2 separate regions of the Capsicum annuum genome follow, and region 2 is linked to region 1. A link is a contact called in public Hi-C data. All regions are on one chromosome and are shown on one strand. Each heading gives the region's core, a stretch centred on a gene start, on an enhancer-like site or on the middle of the called end of the contact. The rest is flanking DNA. Distances are from core to core; before and after follow the strand shown.

The links. A called contact is a pair of places that touch in the nucleus more often than the background predicts.
Region 2: a Hi-C map of leaf shows a contact between it and region 1, with 2.9 times the contacts expected there. The contact joins the enhancer-like site here to the promoter of LOC107867406 in region 1. A contact is called at or near these places in 4 of 5 Hi-C or Micro-C datasets (bud, leaf and placenta).

Annotation. Positions count from the first base shown.
Region 1 is chr1:99,165,599-99,172,849 of UCD10Xv1.1, reverse strand. LOC107867406 (serine/threonine-protein phosphatase PP2A-2 catalytic subunit) reads left to right here and starts at 1,445. Exons shown (of 6, transcript XM_016713634.2): 1 at 1,445-2,064; 2 at 4,392-4,506; 3 at 6,405-6,513; 4 at 6,591-6,668. The coding sequence starts at 1,812.
Region 2 is chr1:99,678,431-99,684,948 of UCD10Xv1.1, reverse strand. LOC107867407 (phospholipid-transporting ATPase 3) reads left to right here. Exons shown (of 27, transcript XM_016713635.2): 27 at 1,713-2,311. The coding sequence ends at 2,013. Among protein-coding and RNA genes, the nearest start is that of LOC107867407, 71 kb to the left of the region's middle. Within about 2 kb of position 2,523, at least 4 of the 5 cell types and tissues checked have an H3K27ac peak or open chromatin away from gene starts, as enhancers often do. A contact at or near this core is called in bud and leaf, where this site is marked.

The DNA of each region.
Region 1 (7,251 bases), core at 196-2,695:
CTTTATATATACCTTTTGAGTGATGACAAAGATATATTTATACCTAAAGTATGACAGAAGATGTATTAGTACTATTTATTAAAGTGTAGGGGTACATTCATACCTTTTCTGTTAATATAATATTATCTTGTTAATCCAAAAACAAAGCTCTTTATGATGATGTCTTTTATTTCAGACCTTTTTAATTACTATAAGGAATATATAAAATAATATAAAAAATTTAAAATACTTTTTAACTTTTAAAGTAGAATACTACTATGGATTATGAAATGTTATAAAAGTACTCTAAAGAAAACTTTTTTCGTCTTAAATTAGTTGTCATACCTAATATTATTATTAGCAGTGTAATCGCACGTGCCTCACGTATATAATATTTGATTATTTAAAATTAAATAATTTTATCTATTTCGGAGATTTTTACTGAAGTATAAAAAATTTAAATCACTTTTCAAAGATCCTTTACATTTTAATATAATAATAATAATGTAAATATAAACATATATTTTAGTATAAGCACATATATATTTTACCACCAGAAGTTTTAAGTGGTTGATGAATCATCACTTTTGTATTTGTGATGTAGTACCTCTTTCCCTTGTTGTCAGATGCTAAAAGAAATTCATTAATTTGAACCATATTTATTGCATGATTATTTTTCTATATTTAAATTTTTTTCTCGTTTTAAAAGTCAAATCTTTGATTATATTGTTATTGCATACTTAAAACTTTCTAAAATTTAGTATTTCTAATTTTTCTTATTCTAATGCTTTTATATTTATTTCTACATTTTCCAAATCTTCTTAAAATCAAATTTAGTTTATTTAGAATTCTTAAACTAATAGAAAAAGTATTAGTTATCTTTAATTCTGATTACTTCCAATAAGGAAAGATTCTACCATAACTATCTTTAATTAATTTTCAACTCTTAAATATTAAAAAAAATAATGAAAAGACAATTTTATCTAAAACAAAGACTCGCACTTTTAATATATTATAGATATAAATTATAGAATATATATAGATATAGATTATAGATAGATATAAATTATAGATATAGATATAGATTATAGATTAGAAGTAATTATCTTTTATTTTATTTTTAAATTAATTATCTTAAAAATAAATAGTTATTGATTATATTGATTATATATCCACTAACATACGTCCTATTTAGATCTTATAAAAAATTAGTATAACCACCAAAGAATGTGGTGCAGTGGATGATGCTCCTCCTCTTTTAATAAGACGTCTCAGATTCAAGTCCTAAAAAAGCCTTGATAGGGAGCGCTACTTCCTAAATGGAGCCATATTCGGTGTGAATTCGAATTAATTGGATTCCAATACGAATAACAAACATCAAATGCAAAATAAAATATAAAAAAAAAAACAGTATAAGAAAAATGTGACAATTAATGACCGAATAAATATTGTTTATTTTTGAAAATAATGCCAATTGAATTGTCAGTTAGTGTATATATACAGATATTAATTATATTTTAATTAGTTTTGCATTTTCTGAGAAAGATAAGAGGGGAGGAAAGAGAGAAAAATGAAGAGGAATATCAGAATTAGCATATGATTTGAAGATTCAAACCCTAAAGCTTCTACACTTTTGTATTTTTTAAAGATTTTCTTTATGTTTAATTTTTCCATTTTAGCTATATATATTCCGTTTGATTGATATCAGCTGAATATTCACCGTTTGATCTTCGTCGATTCTATTCTCTGATCGGTCGGCGTTTTCAGACCGGAGAAAATTCTAGAAATTTCTGTTAAATTTCTAGAAAGTTCTTGAAGAAGAAAAGAAAAAAATGCCGTCGCATGCAGATCTAGATCGGCAGATCGAACAATTGATGGAGTGTAAGCCGTTAACGGAAGGGGATGTGAAAATTCTATGTGATCAAGCGAGGGCTATACTTGTTGAGGAATGGAATGTTCAGCCGGTTAAATGTCCGGTGACAGTATGCGGTGATATACATGGACAGTTTTATGACCTGATTGAGCTTTTTCGGATTGGCGGCAATGCTCCTGATACTAATTATCTCTTTATGGGTGATTATGTTGGTGAGTTCGGAGGTCTTTTGGTTGTTTGTTGTGTTTATTAGGGGTTGGGATTGTTTAGATGTGAATTGTATTTGTACTCTCCCACTGTTTCCAAAATAGTTGTCACGTTTCGCTGAGAGAGTTAGTAGTTTGACAATTTTTAAAGCTAAATTGAATTCGATTAATTTGATGTTTTGAAATTAAAATGTAGATATTCAAAATCCATATGGAAAGTACTTATGATGAAAAATATATTTTAAAATGTTGGTCAAAGTTCGTATTGTTTGACTCTTAAAAAGGAAATTGTGACAAGCATTTTGGAAAGGAGGTAGACGGAGTACAAGTGATTCTTTTTGTGGTCTAATTTTGTTAAATGACCTTGGTTTCTTCAGTCCTATTATTTTCATGAGCCGAGGGTATATCGGAAATAGTCTCTCTACCTCTCAAGCTAGGGGGTAAGGTTTGTGTACACACTACCCTCCCCTGATTCCCACTTTGTGGGATGGGATTACACTGGGTATGTTGTTATTGTTGTCTAGTATTATTAAATTGCAGTTGCTAATCGTGTCATAGCCTCCCTAATGAGTTCGTTTCATGTTTAGTATGTCCGTGGAAAACTAGAGAACCTTCTGTTGATAGAGAAGTCATAATTGATATTAGAATACGAAAAAGTATTTGAATGGAAGTCCAAATAGAGCAGAATGGATATTGAGGATTCATATAACTGATAATTTGGGGTTGAGGTGTAGTTCTTATACTGTCATCGGATATGGCGATAAAGAAGGGATGTGTGGTAACAAGTACTAATGAGAATGCCCACTAATATGAAGGGAGGTATAGATCTTGTAGCATTGTATATTCGATTGTGAACAGCAACTTTTATGCTGAACACCGATATTTGAGCCTAATAGTCATGCAAGTGGTTTAGTAGAATTTAAGGGCGCCTCAAAGCTGCAACATCAGGGCTGTTCATTTATTTTTTAGGAAGTGGGTGACCTGGGATTGTCCATTCATTAATGGGTATAGTTATTATAGTCTTGGATTTTTTATTTTAGCAAATTACATGAAAAATTCTTGTTTGATGAAAAGTGACAAGCTTTAGTTTAAGTTGTTCATTGTTCATTGCTTAACCTCGAAGTGATAAATAATGAATTGTGTGTTGTGGAGTTGAAATGTACTGGTGGTTTGAATTCTCTAGAAGTAAGATAATGGCCTTGATTGCAGCATGTGGTACATAAATTCCGGCTCATTTGGCAAATTTTGTTGGTCAAGGATAGTTGGACTTGTCAAAGTTTGCTACGGCAAGTATCCTGTTTAACACATGCAGGGCACTAATTGAGGAATAATAGTTTAACCAATCAAAATGACGAGTGACTAAAATTTGTTTGCAGTTATGGTTTAGTTTATCTAACAACACGATTGTTTGTTGTTCATGTCGATTGTCGTTATGTTAAGCTTGTTTAAGTGTGAGGATTAATCAGTTCTCGACACTTGACAATGCGAGTTGCGTTGTTGGATTTACTTTTGGCTGTCGTCAATGTTGAATGTCCTTTTGTTTAGCTTATTTAAGTTCGAGAAGACAGGGCTTTTGTGAAAGTGAGTGTGTGCGTGCAAGATTTATTTCCTGTCTCATAAATTCGGGAAAAGGTGTTGTGGTTTATTACCTGTTACAAAGTGTTCTTTTGTGCCTTTCATTCTACATAAATCCTTTCTATAGTAGAAGTGTTCCTTGTCACCACTTTGTACTCTTTTAGTAATTTAGCCCAGTGAAATACAAGTATACAACACAGAAGTGTTTTAAATGCTGTCAACTGACACAGACTCATCCATAATTTCTTGAAAAATTCTTCTTCCCATAGTTGCCTTGTATTTTATAAACTAACTTGCATATTTTCCTTGTGATCATGATTGTATTATACATTCTTCTGTTGTCCTCTTTCTAATAGTTTTGCATCTGAAAAGTACTCCATCATTAAGGTTTCAGGCTAATAAACCACAGTTTCCTACTGCTTAATTTTCAGCTGGTGTTTGTTTGGTGACAAAGTATAAGAAAGAATCGAGGACTTTATCGCGGACTTTTGAAACTTGTGGTCTAAAACATTCTATAGATATTTATGTGGCCATAAATCATTGTATTAAGGTAACATTGGAAATTTAAAGTTAAATTGTAGTTTCTGAATATAGAAATGAGACATTCTTTTTGTGACAAGAAAGAGGGGAGTATTAACTTTATTTGTGATGCACATTTGACATTCCTTTTATCATACCAATCCTAGCATTATCAATTCTCTTGGTGATTAAGTATTTTTATAGTTGTTTATCATTGAATAATTGTTCAATGAATGCAGACCGTGGATACTATTCAGTGGAGACTGTCACACTTTTGGTTGCTCTGAAGGTTCGTTATAGAGATAGAATCACGATTCTTCGGGGAAATCATGAAAGCCGGCAAATCACCCAAGTGTGAGTCTTTTAAATTTTCTTCAAGTGATCATGTTATTTAACTTGGGGTGGGGATGGGGGTGGGGGTGGTCCTAGAAATGGTTTATCTTTCTCACAGGTTATATTAGAAGTTTTCTTTTCATAGTTCGATTATTTGGTTTGTATGTGGGCATGTGAACTTCTATTGGTACCTCTCATTGTTTTTCTTGTCTCTCTGTATAAAATGTAGCATAGCTTACTCTGATTTTATTTTTAATTGCTCTGATTAGTCAGTAATAACACAGTTAGAAGAATGTTAAAACACCTACCTAATCTACTCTTCCTGGAAGTCCATGTTAAATGTTTCATGAACTCATAATCAGAGGAGTCTAAACCTGTCACTTGGTGAAGACATTTTTTCCCCAGTTTTGCTTCAAAACTGTCTTTTCCTCTTTATTGAGTTATTGATATGTAATCAACCAATATCCCTTTGTGTTTCTTGTCCTTCCAGTTTTAGAAGATGACTAGATATTGATTAATTACTGATTCTCTTCCTCCTTTTTTTGGTCTTTATATTAAGGTAATGTTCAGGAGAGAATACGTACATGATACATTTTCTTGCACGCATGTAGATTATCATTTACTTTATCAGGTTATTGGACAACATTGTGCATGTTGGGAATCGTGCTGTTGTCTTATAACATGAAGAATGCACCAAAAAAGTGGGAGTAGAATTTTTTTTGGAAAAGGTGGAAGGTTTCTATTTTGTCTGGGTGGTTGTAGTTAAAAGTGGGAGAATAATAGAATCTACATGCAGTTTATTGTATTCATATTCGACTACTAATACTTTGTAAACATGGTTTTCTTTATTCTCAGAAATTGTACTATTGGAGGGAGGGAAAACGTTGTTCCCGAGGTTAAGGAGAAAAATGATCTCTTTTAATTTCTTTATTTTGAGGGGTGTGGGGGTGGTTGCATAAATTATATGAACTTCAGGATAATGCAGATGAATGTGCCACAAATGGTTTTCTTCTTGTCCCGGGTAAATGAGGTCAAATATATTTTAATGCTCCTTATTTTATTTGAGAAAACATAGCATTTGTTAGACTAAATCAAACTTTCAAATCAGAATGAGAGTTTTAGCTATGAATAATTTAAAGAATGATTTTAACATTTAAACAGATTTTAACATTTAAACACTAAGGGCTCTTTTGGTACGAGGGATAAGGGATAACTTACCCCAAGATTAATTTTAAGATGAGTTTATCGCATGTTTGGTTGTTATAACTAATCCCGGGATTGTAGTGTTATTTTTATCCCACATTGAGGGTGGGATAACAATCCTGGGATAACTTGTTTCCCAACCAAACGAGCCCCAACAGTGTAATGATGACCCTATGAGGTTGCTGAAAATCAGATTACAGGTAAATTGTCTATGGTAACTGTGAGTTCATGACATATAAATTGTTAAGGTAACCTCTACAATTGCTTAAACGAATGCTTAAAAATTCTTGAGACTGATAGTGAATGTAGTCTAAAACCGTGAGTATGTTGTTCATCCATTTAAAGAAAAAGGGAGTTCATAGTAAGCGTGAGTTTATAGTTACTCACACTTATAATTGTCTATAGAAAGTGTGAGTTTGTAACATATAAATTGTTAAAGTAACCTCTCAATTGCTTAAACAATACTATTAGTGTAAAAAATTCTCTACACTTACAGTGAATATAATTTAAATCCCTAAGGAGTATCATTCTCAAAAAAGGAACTATGCTGTAACCTGAAGAATATACTGGGCTTTGTCCAAACGTAAATTATGGGGATGAATTATTAAGTGCAATTCATAGTCAATGTACCCCAGCTTTGGTTTATAGAGGAAGGACCATGTGACTGTGGTTCAAGTTTCGGACGGTTGTAATTGACATACCACTTTTCCTGCCAGGTATGGTTTTTATGATGAATGCTTGAGGAAATATGGCAATGCAAATGTTTGGAAGTATTTCACTGATCTTTTTGATTATCTGCCACTAACAGCACTCATAGAGAGTCAGGTTTGAGCTCTTACTGTACTGATATTTCATGTTAGTAGAACTGTTAGCTAATATATATATAGTGTGTTTTATTACAGATATTCTGTTTGCATGGAGGACTCTCACCTTCTCTGGATACACTGGATAATATCCGAGCGCTGGACCGTATACAAGAGGTAGATAAACGATTTTGAGATTTAAGCGTTTATATTATGATGCCACCACATAAAATCTTAGTATTTTGTCGCCAGTGCTTCTCCTCCTACTTGATCCCCTCCAAGTTTTAGCAGATGACCCCAAAAGAGACATCTTGCAGTAACTGAGTTTCACTTTCCTTTATTACCTTCCAAAAAGTTTTCCTTCTTGGTGCAACGACTTTCTTCCCATCACAGTTTATGTTTTGCTGAAATGTCCAGTATAATTACAAATTCAGAATTGATGCTCCAAAGAAAAGAACAGAATTTTTGTTTTATTATCTCAAGTTAAAGAGTTCATCGTAATTTCTAATTTTTCCTAGATAGGTTCACGGATATTTTCAATTATTTACCATAAAATGCTCGAGTAAATCCCATTCCCTATTCATCATTTCTTTTGCTATGTAGTTGTCAACTTGCTCAATTCTCTTCGGATGTTTTCATTTATTTGCCATGCAGTTATTACCTTTTATCATCTGATATCCGATGAATGCTGACATCACATGTTCTTATAGCAGCTCTATTAACTTTTTGCCGATACTTGTACATTTTGCATTAGTGGTTT
Region 2 (6,518 bases), core at 1,274-3,773, 510 kb before region 1:
AACAACAAAGAGCTAATATTAGTGAAGTTTGGAATAATCAAGGTTGGGACCTCAGTTTCAGGAGGCTTTTTAATGATAGGGAGATGGACAGATTCGTAGGATTCCTCAACACTCTCAATCTCTTCAACGGAGTCTCACTTGAGCAAGATAGATTATGGTGGCTGAGAGACGGTTCAGGAGCTTTTTGGGTCAAAACAGCATATCATATGAGGAACCATAACGGCAATCTTATGCAGTGGCCTTGGAAGCAATTATGGAAGACCAGGATACCATACAAAGTGGCATGTATTGCTTGGTTTGTAGTTAAGAGGGCTTGCTTGATACTAGACAGACTGCAGAGAAGGTGAATGCACCTTTTTGCTCTCTGTGGAAGAAATGCAGAAACAAATAGTCTTCTTTTTTGGAATTGTAAGGTGATTTCTCAACCGTGGGATATATTTCTAGCAACGATTGGTTTGAGTTGGGACAATGTCAATGAATACACTACATACGCTATCTAGTTGGAGTAGGAACGGAGGAACAGAAGCTCAAAAAACCAGCTGGAGTATGATCCCAGGCTGCATATGGTGGACTATCTGGAAGGAAAGGAATTCAAGATTTTTTGAGAGCAAAAGCAACCCTATCCAGAAGATAAACCTTGATTGTATTCTGCTTTTGCATTTTTGGTGTAAACAAGAGTATATAAGTGACACAGACTCTCGTACAGTTCCCAGGGTCTCTATAGTTATCTAACAGACTTTTCTGTAGCTCTACTTAGATTTCATTCCTTGTAACCTAGGCCATAACAGGTCCTGTTGACTTACATACAAAAATGTTACCATTTCAAAAAGAAAAGCTCATGTGTTACTTTGTTGAAATTATTGCTCCCAAGTCTAGTTTCGATCATCTCTTATTGCATCTTGTTCCTGTAAGTTTCCGTCCCTCTCAGTTGCCTCTGACTCCATCTCTTGACCCTAAAACCATTCCTTTATCTCCATTTGACCCTTGAATGTGCCTATATCACAATAACCCATAACTTAAGCCACTTCCACAAACAGAACATCGAATAAACCATTCAAACCTAGGAAAAATATATAAAACACAATATAAAATCTAAGTAATCACTAGTAAGCAGACTCTGCTATATATTTTGTTTTCATCTCTTGTTTTAGTATGTTATGCCTTGAAAATTAGCCATCACTTTGTGTTGCTGATTGCAGTGGTCTCATCCTACGGAAGGAACCAAACAGAAATTCTTGAGATATAGCATACTGTTAGAATACCTTGCTATGCCCCAAGAATTGTTCCATCAATGTATTCTGTTAATCGTGACGGTTTCATCCTATGAAGGGAACCACGAAGAATTTTGTGGATAGATGTTTTTTATGAGCTATCCATTCTGTTGTTCTCACTTCTCACTGAATATATCATAATTTAAGGAGTGAGGCACGAGTTACATTGTTCACATGGATGCACTTTTGCTATGTCATCTCATTCACGCTGTCATTATAATTCCATTCTATAGGATTTGGTTTATCTTTTGTATTAGGAATTAGGGACTAGGAAATGGCACAGAAATGTTGAGTCCAGAGCAGGCTTGGTACAACCAAAAATGAGTCATATTTTCCCTTTCAAATCCCTTATGTTCTCTTGCTTTTAATATGTTAATTTTTTGTTTTATACCTTATTGAAAATTGATAGTCTTGTTTAACATTACTTGTTGCTTTTTCCAGGGTTCAAAGATGGGTTTTCCCATATGATTATCAGATCGTTCAGGAAATTCACAGGCATGAGATTGACAGCAGGATGGGGTCACTGCAGATTGGAAATAATCTTACACCCGAAGAAGCAAGGAGTTACGCAATTAGGCAACTGCCCGGACAGAAATCAAAACACACTGGTTTTGCCTTTGATTCACCTGGTTACGAGTCATTTTTTGCATCTCAGGCTGGTGTCTCGATCCCCCAAAAGGCATGGGATGTAGCTCGGAGAGCAAGTATGAAACCACGGTCAAAGCTATCTCAAGAAAACTAACAGTTGGTTCAAATTTTCCCTCTTGACAGTGATGTTACTTCTTTTTTGACCTAGACCATTTAGCTAATAGGTAGAATTAGCTGTGTAATATCTTATCTAGTTTTATTCTTTCACACACCTTGCTCGCCCTTGTGATTTTTGGGAATATAGTCATAATTAGGTTTAGTGAGCTTCTTGTAAAATTAGTTTAGAAGAAGTTGTGTACTCTCTGGAAGTGGGAGTAACTGAAAATCTATTTATTGAAGCTTGAATATTCCTAAGAGCATGGTTAATATATTAGTCTTGGATGTTTTGGGAAGTATTGGCTCTGAGATATTTTTAGAAAGTTTTGCATCCGAACATTGTTTATACTTTATATGATTTGCTTTATGTTTGGTAATATTATTTGGATTTTGGTCGAGAAAGAGGGTATGAGTTTGGTAATTGTTTGTAGTTTTTCTTTTTGCAAATAGCTTCTAAACGCACTTTAGTTGCCGAGAAAGAGGGTATGAGTTTGGTAATTGTTTGTGGTTTTTCTTTTTGCAAATAGCTTCTAAACGCACTTTAAAGCAACTGATGACCATTTCCATTGGTGATTGTTAGTCTAGTATCCGCGCAAACATCTTGAGAAGTATTGTACAATTCGATCACTATAAAAATACTTCATATCAGCCGTAGTGGACGAATGGTGTAATGTTCTTCGAAAGTGAAAAAGAATTCATAATTGCGAAAAGAGGAATTTTATTAATAGCTCAATTCAGTACAAACTAGCTGAGACACTTGAGAAACTGAATTGGAAACTACTAGAGAGAATCTGCCGTTGAAGCTCCAATAGTCACCTGTTGATGACGACGATTCGGGTTAGAACAGGACAAGTAGAAGAAGTGATTAGTGCTATATGTAGTTTTGATCCAATTGTCACCTGTTAATGACGACAATTGGGATTAGAACAGGATGAGTAGAAGAGGTGATTAGTGCTATATGTAGTTTTGATGATGAGCAGCTAATTGCAAGGACTTAGGTCCCTGGATGTTCATGGTACAGTACAGCTAGCACGCGTGACTGCACAATTTTGTCCTCTTGTGTAACAAACTTGCAGGTGCTGCTTGTACTGATTAGGACAGCTGGTCCAATAATATTTCAACCCTAATCATCACTCATCTATAAAAGGAAAAAAATGATGCTTCATCAAATGGTTTTTGGCAATTACAAAGAGTGAACAGAGGTGGCAAAAACCCCATTTCAACACTACTCAAGTTCTTAACTAATTATGTGTGCTTAAATAGAAGTTGTTCTTGAGTGAGTTCTGATTTGTAAGCGAATTACTCATGTTATAAGAGTAATGAACTTTTTTTCTTTGAGTAGAGAGTGCTTAGGTAAAGTTGCCTAAGTTTGATATTGATTAGAGTTAATCAGTGAAGAGAGTCCTTGACAGAGTTGCCAAGATAAGCTTGTAGTAGAGTTATTACAAGCGAAAGGAACCTAGATTAGGTTCATTGAAGGCTTTAATCAAGAGTTCGATTATAGTGGATTTGGAGGTGCTTATGAGGGCAAGCCATAGTTCTTTCCTTCCTTGAGCAAGGGGGGTTTCCACATTAAATTTTTTGTGTTGGTATTTTTTTGCACTGCCTTAATTTTCTAGCACCTTATAGCTGCTTTACTGTTCTATTGCTTGCGATTGACTTTGAGGGACTTGGTCCCTGACTTTGTGGTGCAACCTCCAAGGGTTTCAACAATTGGTATCAGAGCTGGTTCGCTTTAAAAGGTTCATACCTAAAGTGTTCTAGTCATAATGTCTACTATAACTGAACTAGGGGTGGAAAGAAAGGAAGCAAAAAGAGAGATATTTCTGACCTTGAAAGTTTTAGACTCTGACCTAGGTGAAGAAGACAGTGATGTTGCACTTTTTACAATAAAAATTATTAGAACTATAAAAATGGGTGGTTAGCTTAGCAAAAGAAATGATAAGATTGAAGGCTGTCACAAAGATGGTAGCTCTAAGTCATTTATAAGAAACTACCAAATGCAAAAGAATGATCAAAATCCTAAAAAATCAATAAGAAAGGACGCAACTAGCTGTATAATAAAGAAAGTGCTGGCTACATGGGAAGACTCCTCAAATAAATCTGAGAAAGACAAAGAGGATGGAGATGGTTTAATTCTGAAACCTGGTGAGAAGAAAATAATCTCAGGATTCTGTAGCCTTATAATGGCCACTGCTGAAGATAGAGAAGGAAATGTGGTAGAAAAAGAGGATGACAACCAAAACTGATTTATGGATAGTGGTTGTTCTAGACACCTGACTGAGAGGGTTGATTGTTTTCTCTCTCTTAAGGCACTTCAAGGGGGAGGTGTGTCTTTTGGAAATGGCAAAAAAGGTTATATACAAGGTGTTAGAAGGATTGGAAAATCACCCCATCATACAATAGAAGATGTGTATTATGTGAATATGCAAAAGTATAGTCTTCTAAGTGTATCTCAAATCTGTGACAAAGGAAATGAGGTAAAATTCTCATATGATAGATGCACTATATCAAGTATGAAATCTGGAAGGATTATTGTCAAAGCCAAAAGGATCAAGAACATGCATGTAGCTGATCTGGAGTCTGTAGCTAATGGGGAATTAACTTGTTTAAGTACACAAGGTAAAGATGCTAATTTGTGGCACAAAAGATTAGGGCATGTGAGTTCCTCCTTGTTAAACAAACTGATTTCAAGGGACCTGGTTCGTGGCCTGCCAAAGCTGAAATTTCCAGACAATAAAGTCTATAATACTTGTGTTAAAGGGAAACAAACCAGATCCTCCTTCAAATTAAAGAAGCAAGTAAGTACTTCCAGTCCTCTTGAAATACTTCAAATGGATTTATGCGGACCTATTAAAGTCCAAAGTAAAGGAGGGAAGAAATATGTGCTGGTTATTGTAGATGACTATTCCAAGTTCACCTGGACAATGTTTATAAGAACCAAGGATGAAATATATGGGGTTCTTGTGGCTTTTTCTAAGAAAATCCAAGTGAGGCTAAATTGCAAAATTGTTGAATTTAGGTCTGAACATGGGACTGAATTTGAGAATTCTCAAGTTGATGAATTCTGTGCTGAGCATGAAATAAGTCACAACTTTTCTGCTCCTAGAAATCCATAATAAAATGGAGTTATTGAATGGAAAAATAGATTTCCAGGAGTTATTGAATGGAAAACAGACTCTTGTAGAGATTGCTAGGACTATGCTAATTGATAGTGGTCTTCCAAAGAGTTTCTGGGCTGAAGCAGTGAATACTGCTTGTTGTGTGACTAACAGGTGTTTGATTAAATCCCTTCTGAATAAAACACCATATGATCTGGTATTCAATAGAAAGCCTAAGATAGACTATTTCAGACCTTTTGGATGCAAATGTTTTGTGCTAAATAATGGGAAGAGAGAATTGGGAAAATTTGATTCCAAGAGTGATGAATTTGTGTTTGTAGGCTACTCCTCAACTGCAAAGTCTTAGAGAGTGTTCAATAAAAGAAATTTGTGTGTTGAAAAAAGTATTCATGTGAACTTTAATGAGTCAGGAAGTCAAATGAACACTGAAGATGGTGAAAGTTTAGAAGATGAAGAACTTATTCTTGTTTAAAGGGATGTTATTATCGAAGATGATGATCAAGGAATTAATGATGCAGATGAGAGTGATGACAGTGATGATGATCCAAGATCTCAGCCACGAATTCTAGCTCTACTAAAAGAACCACTAGAGAACACTAGTTAGAATTCACAGGGACCTGGTCCAGTGGTATCAATCTCAGAAGGCCAAATTGGAGGCACAAATCCTCTTATCCCTTTGAGAACCTGACTACACCCCTGGAAACTAAAGTTCAAACAAGAACTCAAGCCAGGAATGCTATGGTATTTCAACCTTTTTATCCTAAATTGAGCCCAAGAATGTAAAAGAGGCCCTGAAAGATGCTGATTGGATTAATGCAATGCAAGAAGAGCTTCATCAATTTGAAAGAAGCAAAGTTTAGCATTTGTTCCCCAGGTTTATTGACAGAACAATTATTGGGTGTAGAAGAATAAGCAAGATGAAAATGGAACTATCAACAAAAATAAGACAAGGCTGGTTGTTCAAGCTTATAATCAGGAAGAAGGGATTTATTATGATGAGACCTTTGCCCTTGTAGCAAGAATAGAGGTAATCAGAGTTCTTGTTACATTTTCTACATATATAGGATTCAAACTATTCTAAATAGATGTCAAAAGTACCTTCCAGAATAGAAGCCTGAAAGAAGAAGTCTATGTCAAACAACCTCCAGGCTCTGAAGATGCAGATTTTCCCCAACATGTACTTAAATTGGATAAAGCTCTTTATGGTTTAAAGCAAGCACCAAGGGCCTGTATGAGAGACTCTCAAAGTTTCTCTTGAAAATGGTTTTAAAAGAGGAAAAATAGATAATACTCTATTCTTGAAGACCGGAGGTAGCAGCCTATTAATTGTCCAGATATATGTTGATGAAATAATATTTGAAGCTACTTATGAATCACTATG